Linked DNA regions of Mus musculus: region 1 is linked to region 2. A link is a contact called in public Hi-C data. All regions are on one chromosome and are shown on one strand. The core of a region is the stretch at or near the end of the contact, and the rest is flanking DNA. Distances in the headings are between cores, read along the strand shown. Region 1 overlaps Ephb2 (Eph receptor B2). Region 2 overlaps Ephb2 (Eph receptor B2).

What was found. A called contact is a pair of places that touch in the nucleus more often than the background predicts.
Region 1: a Hi-C map of uterus shows a contact between it and region 2, with 2.0 times the contacts expected there. The contact joins two enhancer-like sites. A contact is called at or near these places in 1 of 39 promoter capture datasets (embryonic stem cells), 24 of 484 Hi-C or Micro-C datasets (8-cell embryo, the HPC-7 cell line, colorectal tumor organoids and 9 more), 6 of 115 datasets of contacts at active chromatin or transcription factors (embryonic stem cells, heart atrium and stem cell-derived neural progenitor cells) and 1 of 9 other capture datasets (adipose tissue).

Annotation. Positions count from the first base shown.
Region 1 is chr4:136,778,170-136,783,769 of GRCm38.p6, forward strand. All of the region lies in intron 1 of Ephb2 (Eph receptor B2), which reads right to left. Among named protein-coding and RNA genes, the nearest start is that of Gm52708, 19 kb to the right of the region's middle. Within about 2 kb of position 3,807, at least 67 of the 459 cell types and tissues checked have an H3K27ac peak or open chromatin away from gene starts, as enhancers often do. A contact at or near this core is called in uterus, where this site is marked.
Region 2 is chr4:136,681,666-136,687,798 of GRCm38.p6, forward strand. It overlaps Ephb2 (Eph receptor B2), which reads right to left. Exons shown (of 16, transcript NM_010142.4): 6 at 2,255-2,379. Among named protein-coding and RNA genes, the nearest start is that of Lactbl1, 62 kb to the left of the region's middle. Within about 2 kb of position 3,971, at least 27 of the 459 cell types and tissues checked have an H3K27ac peak or open chromatin away from gene starts, as enhancers often do. A contact at or near this core is called in uterus, where this site is marked.

The sequences.
Region 1 (5,600 bases), core at 2,557-5,056, 96 kb after region 2:
CTCAGGTATAGTGTGGGGCTTCCACAAACCATCCGGTGCCATGAAAGCTCACCTCAGAGGCTGGCCTCTTAGAACAGAGGGGAGTCCAAAGGCCTCCAGAGTAGTGTAGTGTGCCTTGCTCTGTGGCCCCCAGAGAGGACAACGAAGCTTGCTAACATCTCACAAACATCGGCCTTCACAGGACAGCCACAGCCTCCAAGAACTCCTTTCCTGCTCTATCGAAGGCTGTATCCCCGGGATAGCCTAGCTTCTTTGTTCTACTCAAACCAGTCAGAGAAGTCAGGCTTCATCTCCACAAAATCTGGAAATCATAGCTCTCGCCTCAGGCAACGGCTTGGGCTCAGGACACCAACCCTAAATTCTATCCCAGTGCTGCCTCTCGTAACATCCAAACAGCTTTCAAATCCCAACATCTGCAAAGGGAGAGAGAGCTAGAGTTCATGGAGACCCCGGCAAGGTCATGGGCATGCTTTCATCTCAGCAGGAGTTCCAGGCCATCTTCACCTGCATGATGCACTTCAGGCTAGCCTGAGCTACTTAAAGACCCTGTTTCATTCAAAACAGCAACAGGCCAGTGAGATGGCTCAGGGGTGAAAGTATTTGCTACCAAGTCTGGCACCTTGAATTCAATTCCAGGGGACGCATATAATAGGAGATAAACAGTTCCCAAAAGTTGTCCATTGACCTCCACATATGTGTCATGGAATGCTCCCCCCCCACACACGACAAGTAAATGCAACTAAAAACACCATTTAAAACAAAATAGCCAAAAACTCACTCATATCTGCACAATGCCAAGAGCTACTTGGTATTGTACCTTTTCACAAACAAGAAAACCGGAGGCCGGCAAAGATGCAGGAGCTTGCCTGGGTGCCTGTCTGCTTCTCTGGTGAGCCGAGTTGGAGGAACACAAGCTGTGTAGCACACTCTTCCTCACACACACACCCCTCTTCCTCTCCTTCATCTGCCCCCATGATATCCTCAAGCCAGGTTACATTTGAGCAAAGCCCGCCCACCCTACAGCTCTGCCCCTCAGGGCGCCGAGAGAAGCCAGGAGTCCAGGGTGGCAACGTCCCTTGTTTGCCACCCTCTCTCATTAGCCTGGGCATCCCACAGGGTGGGTGCTGGGTTCCCAGGACTCAGGATAGGGCTTGGCACACAGGAGGCCCCTTCACCCCACTTGCCCGAGTCTGCTCCGGCAGCCTTGCAAGCTGGGGCCTGTCACGTAGACGTGACTTCGGCCTTCCGACCTCCAACCTGAGCTAGGACGGCTATGATTCATTTACTATTTTCCTTCCAATTGACTTTTTTTTTCCCTTAAGTACATTTTAAAGAGGAAAAAAAAGACCTCATTATTAGAAATGGAAAAATCAGTATCTCTGGCATTAGAAGAGGGAAACGAGATTTGAGAACTACCAATCCAAGGGTCCATCCCCTAATACCGCCTCACTGCCCACACTCTAGGGGCCACTGGGTTCCCTCAGTCCTCATCCTCACACACGTGGCGCTGACGGCAATCCCTCGCCTGCACGCGGAAGCTGTTGCCACTCCGTACAGATAATTAATCACTATGGGGATATGGAGAGGACCGCAGCTCAGACTGTGTGAGGTATGCCATGGGTTGTGGGGATGGCTTCCTGGAAGGAGCGAAGCCCAGTGGAGGCTTGAGAGCCAATTAGGAGGGAGCCAGCCAATTCCGGGTGGCTTGGGGTGGATGGGTGGGTGGCCTTGCTTTCTATTGCTATGATAAAATACTGACCAAAACCAACTTTGTGGAAGAAAGGTTTTATTTGGCTTACAGTCCATCACGAAAGGAAACCAAGTAGGAACTCAAGGCAGGAACCAGCGTGGCCAGCGAACTTTCTCATAGCCTATGAATGGCACCACCTACAATGGGCGGGGGCGGGGGCCCTCCCACATCAATTACCAATCAAGAAAATGCTCCACAGACACGCCTACAGGCCGATTTGAGGGAGACGATCCCTCAACTAAGATTCCCTCTTCCCAAGTATGACTAGGTTTGTGTCAAGTTGACAAAAAACTATGACAAAGGACCAGGAGGCGGGACACCAGAGGCAGAGGCACGGAGGAGCCAGTGGAGGTGGAGCCAACTGGGTGACACCGCTGGCGGCTGAGCTCTGAGTGCGGGGCCTGGGTTGGAGCAGGGTTGCCTGCTGAAGGGCAGCAGCTTGCCAAGCCCCTGCGCTGGACCACACCCAACAGCCCACATCCTCACCTGCTCATCTCCTGCCTGACACAGCTGTTCATCTGTCCGCACATCTCCACTTACCAGGCCTTGACCAACTGAAGTGCCATTAAAAACAAAAGGGTAACAACAAAGACCCTCAACGGATCTATGGGGAAAGTGAGGCCACACAAACTCTCCACATCAGGCAAAAACTCAAGCCAGAGTGTTCCTCTGGAGAAAACAGGGTCTGGGCCACGGGAGTGGCGTTGGCCCCAGCCCTGCTCTGCCGCACCCCCTCTGCTTCCTGGAGACTGCACAGAAGAAAGCAATCAGGAGGCCCTGATTGCACAGGCTGGGGAGGCCCGCCGGCCCCTCCGGCTACGTGTGAATGAGCAGTATGCATTTCAGAAATATTTGAACTAAAAGAGGAGACACACTGAAGTCGTTAGCATCAGGCCGACGGGAGGTGGCTGCGCGGGGCCCCTGCTCCCAGGCTGGGGTAGATGGATGCCCCTGCTCCTCAACCCACCTCATCAGCTCTGCCCCAGCCCGTGTTGGGTTGGAATTCTCAGACTCTCCATCTGTACTGGTATGTGAGAGTCCAAGGGACAGGAGGAGGGGATGTTCCTTATGCACTTAGGGTATATTAAAGGTTGGCACCATTTCAGGTTCAGGACAACTTACAGAGTCCATTCCATGGGACCCACTTTACAGATGAGAGGGCTGGTGTCAGAGATGGAAAAGTGGCCACTAGCTTATGAGTCCACTTCTGTCCATCCCTACATCTGTGTTATTTCTAAGATGATAGGGCTGTAGCCACAAAAATGAGACAAAACAGAACAAGAAAAATCGCTACTGCACACTTGCGAGTGTGTGTGTGTGTGTGTGCACGTATTCTCAAGCCGAGTGAACAGGAGGGGAGGAGGCACAGATGACCCAGGTAGACCCTTGGCTTCAGCACTTTCTAGTGTCAGGAAAGTGGTCTCCTCTCTGGACCTCATTTTTTGCATCATATAAACGGATCATGTAGCACAAGTGATGTGATATCTTTAGGAGCCCCCATTGTTTTTGAGACAAAGTCTCACCAGATCCTGGCTAGTCTTAAACTGGCTATGTAGCTTTGCCCTTCGATCCTTCTGTCTCCACCTTCCAAGTGGCAGGACCACAGACATGTGTCACCACACGTGGTTTTCTGTGCCACTAAGGATTGAGCCACATGGTCAGCCCTCTTGGATCCCTCCTCATTTGAGTGAGACCTGTATCTGCTGGTTCACTATAGCCTCAGCACCGAGAGCCTGGCACCAGGGGGGAACACTGTCTCTGGACAGGGCAGTTGGTGGCAAATCTAAAACCCACATCCCATCACCAACCCTAAGAGGCTACAGGATAAAGCTCTAGCTCACCCTGCAGTAAACCCACCCCATGCTCCTGACATCGGCTAAGCTAGTTACCCCCACAGGCCATCTTTTCCATCTCTCAAGGGTCCAGTTATCCTGCTTGCCGAAGACACAACGCTACTCTAAGACTTGATGACTTGACTCTTCCAGAATGTTCTCCCTGGAATGCTTGGCCCTTCCTGCTCTGTTAGCTTGGCTCATTCTCCTGCTTCTTCCTGGCAGCTGTCCTTGGCTGTTCCCCCTCTGGCTGGGGTAGGAGCAGAGTCACAGTCATTCAGTGAACATTGATTCCTTTAGCCTGTGCCAAGGACTTCGATGCGGAGACCGACCCACGGGTCCTTGCCTGGAGGAGCACCCAGACTCGTGCCCGACAGATGAACTCACGGCAGGCAGGGAGAAGCAGCGGAGTGGCTGGTCCAGGCTGAAGAACTGGGTCATGCACGGGAAAATCAGCTCTGGCTATGGAACTAGCAGAGGCGTCTCAGAGGAAGAAGCAGCCACGATGGGTGGAGAGGGCTCACACACAGGTGGGACAAGATGGGGCATCTGGACACTGGTTAAATAGGTGATCAGCTTGCAGCAGGCTCAAGGCTATACCTCACTGCAATGGAGACATGTAGGGAGAAGCTAGAATGTAGAGGTCCTTGGATGCAGGCCTGAGGAGTTTGGATCAGAGCCATGGGCATCAGGGAGCCATGGAGGACTCCTGGAGAGTGTGATATGGCCTGTCCTGACACCCAAGAGCTAAGGAACAACCCTGGTATAGGGGATGAAGTCAGAGCTGGGATCAGGCTGTGGCAGGGGCTTGAGGCTGAAGACGAATAGATCCGCAGTAGCTGTACCCAGAGGCCTTTGCTCCAGCTCCCACAGCCCAGTCAGTCAGCCTGCCAGGGGCCCATGTGACATGCACTGCCCTGTACCCTGCTCACAGCTCCTACTGTACCTGCCTGCCTATGGGGCAGAGGTGACTTGAATCTAGGCCTGGATGGCATTGCACAGCCTGGTGAGAAGCCAGGCACAGCCATCAGTGGCTGGGAGCCAGAAGGCTCTTTCCATGGCCAAGATGAGGACTTCTAAGAGGAGGCCAAGAACTGGGGAGTAAACTCAAGGCCACCAACAGGCTGGTCTCTTTGCTTCTCTGAGCCTTGATTTTTCTCATCTATGAAATGGGGCTGAATAAGCCCTTGCTCTAGTCTCTCACTGCGGGGCTTTGAGGAAATGAGGGGGGATTTGCTGGGTACAAAGCCTGTTGGCTTGTTTCTAACCTCCTTTTTTGAGATAGGGTCGTGCTAGGTAGCCTAGGCTGGCCTTAAACTTGATATGTAGCTGGGTGGTCTTCAAACATATGATCCTCTGGCTTTAGCCTCCCAAGTGCTAGCAATACTAGCCTGCCTTGCATGGAGCAATGTGCCAAGAACTAGGACATATAGAATCTACAAGGATGATGGCTAATGCCCAAGGAGGTCACCTCTGGCAGGTACTTCATAAGTATCATCTCACTGTTATCCCATAGCAAACTTATGGGGAAACTGAGGCACAGAGCCACCAAGGACTCCTACAAGGTCAACAAGAGGCAAAACAAAATTGGGCCTTTTTGGTTCAATCCCAGAAGCCACCAGGCCACATTGCCTCCCAAAAGGGGATGGGGAATTATGGCTTCCCTCCATCAGAGCCTTCAGTGCCATGCCTTCTCACACTCTGGAAGGTGGCCCTGTCCTTGCCCATGACAGAAATGAGAAGACTGAACCCAGAGAGGCCCAGGGACCTGCTTGCAGTCACACAGCCAGAAAGAAGCAGAGCTGGGATTTGAACTCAGGCCAGCCTGCCCAGCCTTCCAGAGACCTCTCCTCTGTATGGAGGATGAGAGGGCTGTTGGCCAAGTGTAAGGCCAGCTGGGGGACGATGCTGGAGAAACCCTGAGCCAGCTCCTGGAAGGTTCTGATTTCCTAGTGTGAAACCTGCCAGCAGGCATCGCGCTGTTTCCCCAGCATTGCCGGCTTGGCCCTTGGGCTCGA
Region 2 (6,133 bases), core at 2,721-5,220:
TTTTTTTCCCTTTTCTTTCTTCTGTTTTTTTTTTTTTTCCTTTTCTTTCTTTCTAAAATCAGTTGTTAAGCTGTCCTTGCTGGAGGGAGCAGAGACACTGGCCCCTGCAAGGCAAAGCTTCCTTTGTCCAGCTACCCAGACTGGGAGCCCCTTCAAAGTCCTTCAGGACCCAGTGAGATTTTTTTCAAGAGAGACACTCAGGCCTCTCAGTAGCCACTGCTCAACACATCAACAAGTACTTATGGAATGTCTACTGTATACCAGGCGCCAGGACACAGCAGAGCTAATGTCTCACCCACGGTGGCTCAGAGCTATCAGCAGAGGGCCAAGAGAGGATTCAACATTGGCCCTGGTCTTGGCAGCATGGAAAAGCTTCTCAGAGAAGGTCAAGACATTCATGGCGAAATACTAAAGTAGGAACTGGGGCTGGCTGGGGTGGTGAGGGGCAGGAAGTGACTGGCCCAAGTGGCCAGCCTGCCTCTGGTTTTTGTTTCATTCATGAGCTCCATCCCTCACTCTCTGCTCCATCCACACAATGCTCTCATTCATCATTCGCACCCTAGGGAGACCAGGCCCTTTGCTGCCAGCATGTGGGCTTTCCAGAGAAGAGGCAGAGGCTGTGGGAAGATGCTCAAGGCTGGTAGAAGTGATGGTGTTTCCTGGTACCCTGAAGATGCTGATAGGCAGGGATAAGAGACCAGGGAGGGAAGAATATGATGGAGAAGTCAAAAGCTGGGGCTGGGGTAGGAGTTGGGGCGGGGGGGGTGCAGGCTTCTCTGAGGGGAGACAGCTGATTAAGATAGCTGGGCACTGTAGTGATGTGGGGGGTGGGGGTGGGGTCTTTCATTCTTTCACTCAACTCATCTACTGGGTTTCTCTAGGCTTCAGCTTAGAGCTCTGGGGAGAAGGTGATGACCAGAGAGAGAGGTGGCTCCTGACAGCAGCACAGGACACTGGGATATGCAGGGGGGAAGTCCATGATCATGAGGAGCGCATGAATGAGACAGGGTTAATAGGTGACAAACAGATCTCTGCTAACCCAGAGGCTGATGGGGACTAGGCGGGGGTCTCAGAGAGTGGGTTTCCGCAGGCCTAGCTGCCACAGTCCCTGAGCCCCAACAGCATGACACCCCCCCATCATTTCCTGCTCACTATGAGCTCACCCCCAACAAAGGGCTTTCTATCAACCATTTACCAGCAGCTTAGTCTGAACAGAAGTCCTAGGCACCTTTCTCTGGGGTCCTTGTGGTCTCTATGGGTAGAAGGAAGAGGAATTCTAGGTCTAGGCACCAGGTTACAGGGCCTCTGGTGTTTATCCCTACGGGAGGCCAACTGCTATGTCCACTCCTGGAGGCCTGTGCTATGTGGCGCTCACGGTCTCTGGTCCCATGTGGCACTGTCCTGAAATACTAGCCCACCCTGTAGGAGACAGGCAGGAGAGCAGGGAGCCCACACATTCACCTCTGCAGGGGACCAGGGACATGCTTGGTGCTGGTGTCTGCCCCTTCTTCCTCCTCATGGAGTGGCAGTCTCCTCTGCCATCCACCCAGGTGGAGATGGAGGCCCCCCCCAGGGCAAAGTTTGACTGCCTGAGGATGCAAATTGATTCTGCCTGTTTGTCTTACATGCGTGGCTTCCAGCCACAGGTCTCTCAAAGAGGAGTGGAGTCTATTCTAAAAGATCAGAGAGAAATCCGTCTATGCAGTCCAAGGTGCCTGGGTGGAGACAAAGCCACGGTAGACTCAGAGGGCCTTAGAGGAAGTCTGGCTTTCTTCCCTCAGCCTATAGGAAGAGCCCTTCTCTTCATTGTCAACCCATTGTGGGATCCCCTCAACTGTGGGTTTCCTGTTAGTCACTGACACCTTAGTTTGATCAGAAGTCCATCTTTCCCAGAGGCCCTTCTAGGGGTCCACCCCGCATAGGGTATAGACAGATGCTTTCAACCGGTGAAGACCAGTTTTGTTGTTTTGTTTTGAAAAACAGTTTATCTCAAACTCAGGCCTCTGAGGTCAAGACTGAAGAGGTCTCGACAGTAATAGGTCTGAATGAAGGTGGCATATCGTTCAGACAGACAGCCCGTCCCCTGGACCAGAACAATGAGAGGGCAAGGCACCTGCCTAAGATCTCACAGCAGGGGCAGGAGAGGCAACGGAGAGTCCGGCAGGCTGAGCCTGAGGCTGGCAGGAGAGTACACACCAGGCCTAGACTGGGAGAGGGGCGTTTGGGGAGGCAGAGCCAGTGGGCACACGGCTACCTTCTCATAGTACTGCAGCTCGTAGTCCAGGATCACACCGTTGGGCTGGTCTGGCTGGGACCACGACAGGGTGATGCTGTCCACAGTGCGGCTCACCTGGTGCATGATGGACACGGCCGATGGTGCTGCAAGAGAGGTCAGAGGTCAGGGGTCAAAGCAGGCATGAGGAAGTACAACTTATTTTAGAAGCACGAGAGCCATGGGGCCAGTGAGGACAGGGTCAGAGAGCAGGTTGGTGGGGGGGTCAGGGACCAGAGAAAGGACCAATAGGGAATTCCAGACCATGGTGGGGGCTGGGGCTTCTCTAGGGGGCTTGTGACAGTGTTGTGGAACTAGATGAGGTACAGGAAACACGCTGACGCTATGTCATACATGTTGACCTGATCGGCCTATTCATCCCCACACGGCTCGCTGACCTGTGACCTGGATGGGGTCTTTCACTACTGGGAGCCTCAGCTTCCACATCTCTGCTTGATGCTATGGAAGGTGTGTGTATGTGTGTGTGTGTGTGTGTGTGTGTGTGTGTGTGTGTGTGTGTGAGGACTGGGAAATAATTTTGGGAATGCCAGCATCCCTCCAGGGAGAAGCCGCGCCACCTGGCCGTTCAGGGCCATACAGACTCATAGAAGAAAGTGGGCTCATTTCTGTCTAGTGAGGCCCCCCCCCCAAGCTCTTCTCCCCACCCCCAGCCAGCACCACACTAGGCTCTGTACCAAGGAACCAGAGACTCCACCCAGAGCCAGGGCCCCCCGGTGGCTGCTTCTGGAATCTCCTGTTGTTTGCCTCTTCTCAGCCGGTGCCAGTGTAACTGGGAGACCTGGACAGACCACACCTTGCCTTCCCACCCCAGCCACTGATCCTGCAGGTCTCAGATGTGGTGTACCTGGGAATCCGGACTCCCAAGCATGCACAGAGAAGGGGGGTGAGTGATTTGTCCAAGGTCACACAGCAGAGGGTGGGTGGGTCCATAGCAGTGAGCCTGGTGGGGCATGTGGTCCATTCCACCCCTCAAGGACTGTGTGCAGGCAGGACTCTGCCCACAGTCCCTCTAGCTGAAGCCACAGGGTGGGCTCTTGAGAGGAGGGGTAGGACCATGTAGCCAAGGCAAGTGGGCCCAGCCTTTGGAGTCTGTCCTTGTCCTGAAGGGCCTGGGGTATGACAGAAGGCCTGAAGAAGATGGCTGCCTGCACCTCTGTCCACTCAGCTCTCTTTCCTGGAGACCCTGTGGACTCAAGATACCCACCCAGAGGAGGCCCTGGTTTCTGACACCCACAGGGTCACTAACTCAGATAACACATGTCATCTGTGGGTTGGGCATTTATAATACCCACTCTACAGATGAGGGAATGAACTCAGGAGTTATGGAGAAACCTGCCTGAAGTCAAGCAATGGAGCCAAGATTCAAACCCAGGCAAACTCGGGGCCAATCAGCTTTCTTGTGGCGATAATGGCAGACCAGGGATGCTGCAGAGGGTTTGTAAGGACATCCTAAGCTCCAGACTGTAGTCTTGAAGCCAATCCACCCCCCTCCAGCCATGGCAGCTCCCACGGGCTTGAAGGGTCTGGGCTGTAGCAGGCTTGGGTTTCAGGCAGATCCTGGGCTCTGAGCCCCTAAGCCCCGTGACCCAGGCGTGGTGAGGAGATGAGATCTGCCAGGAAGATGATCAAGGCTGGCTGGGGAGCTGGCCCCTCTCTCGGAATCCAGAGATTAGCAATGAGAAAAGGCACAGGCTAGAAGCTGTCCGGGCCCCTCCTGCTGCCGCGCCCACGCTGGGTCAGGTTACCTTGGAAGTTGGACATCTGGGAATTCTGGTATTTTCAATTATCAGACGGGCACGCCAGGAGGCTATGGGGTCAGTGGTACCCTGTGACCCTTGCCAGGAGATGGAGCCCCAGGGGGCAGAGCACAGAGGAGGTGGGGGAAGCTGGGCAGCCTGCTTTCCTGCAGCAGGTGGCCAGGGGGCCTGCTGGCCTCCAGCAAGACCTGGGGAGAATGGGGAAAGCCTGTCCCTTCCTGGCAGGGGCTTGGGCCAGCTGAATTCTCCCTATGAGTCATGTTTCTTCCCTAAGTTATGAAGGGGCTGAAAAGGGACTTCCGAGGTTGCATGAGGTGATACTACAAGGTGGTCCCCACAGGCTAAATGAAGGACTGGCTTCTAGTCCTAGATGCCAGCATAGGTCAGAGAGGCAGAAGGCTAGGATGCTGCCTGGCCAGAGGCAGGAGGCCACACCTCACTTCCTGTGTGCTGAGGATCAAGGAAAAACCCACTTTTGGCCATCCATTCCCAGTTGAGAAGAGGCAGTGAGCTAAGGCGCCATGGGGAGAGGCAGCCACTCACTGGACTGTCTGAGGCCCCACCCCAGGCCCAGGCCTAATGGCCTTGCAGGCCCCAGAACCATCTCCTGCCCTTGCCCCCAGATGGAGATGACTCCACAGATGCCCGACCCTGCTGTGGAGGCCCTGTCTGGCATCGCTCTTTTCACCATCTCCCTTCTCCCAGACACCATCTATTCTGTCTCTTTATGTTCCCCAATATACCGAGGTTCCCACCCCTGGGGTTTTTGGCTCCTGATTCTTTGCTGAGAAACCTCTTGCCTCCCATCCACCAGAGATCAATGGTCTCATCTTCATTTGAGTCTCCACTCCAATGTCACCTGTTCAGGGACACCATCCCTGTCTCCTCTCTGCCTCACACACGTTCAACCCTTACCCCCAGTGCCTGGAACAATGTGTGCCTCAGTAATGTTAATTGGTATGTGGAGGGAAGGAAGGAAGACAGGCAGGCAGGAAGGCTGGCTGGCTGGCTTTGGGCAAGCTAGCCCTCTCTCTTCCCAGACTCTTTTTCCTTCAGCCTCCTTCCCAACAGTCAATCTTTCAGACAGGAGCAAAATGCGAGTTCGTAGTTAAGCACACCGTGCCCAATTAAAAGACTACACTTCCCTAACCTCTCTACTGGCTGGAGTGGCCGTGTTGAGTTTGTCAGTAGATACAAGCTGAACTGTTACATAAAAACCCAAAGGAAGTCAGTTTTACAAGGAAAGCATGCTCCTAATTCACCTTCTATCCTGGTGTCTGGGATGTGTATGTGATAGCAGGAGACACTGCAGCTAGTTTGGCCCAGAAAAAGATGTATTGAGGAGTCTGGTTCCCCTGGACTCCACATTCTCTACTTTCTAATATTATTTATGGCTCAGAGAAAGGCCATGCAGCCTGCTGTATCAACCATCCCTCTATAATTGTACCTTTCTGTCTTATCCATTTTCAGGTTTCTTGTCTCTGGTTCTGGGCCTGTCTGGATGACTGCCTTTGACAAATGGGATAGAGGCGAACCTCACTTGAAAAGGCTCCTGTGTGTGTCCATCTGTCTGTCTGCTGCCTCAGTTCCCTGCGATGGCAAGGACTTTGTATCCAGGACACCCTGCTAGTGATGAGACCCTTTAATTCAGCTCTTCATATTGTGGTGACCGCCCCCACCATAACTATTCTCATTGCTACTTCATAACTAATTTTGCTACTGTTACGAATCATAATGTAAATATCTGTTTTCTGATGGTCTTAGGTGACCCCTGTGAAAGGGTTGTTTGAACCCAAAGGGATCACAACCCACAGGTTGGGAACCACTGTACTAGAGGCGTAGAGACATGTAGCAGCTGGGGCCCCTGCAGTCCAATGGACAGCTATCAACTCCAAATAGGGAACTGCCCACGCTCTGGAGCAGATAGACAGACAGCAAACACGAGCATACCTCTACCAGGACCAACGCTGCCACAGGCTGCCCAGAGACTCTCAAACTTGTGGCATATTGCTTCTCTTCTGCCACCAGCTTTGTCGTCCCACCTGTCTCGTGTCCCGCCTGTATCACGCAGTGAGCCCATCTT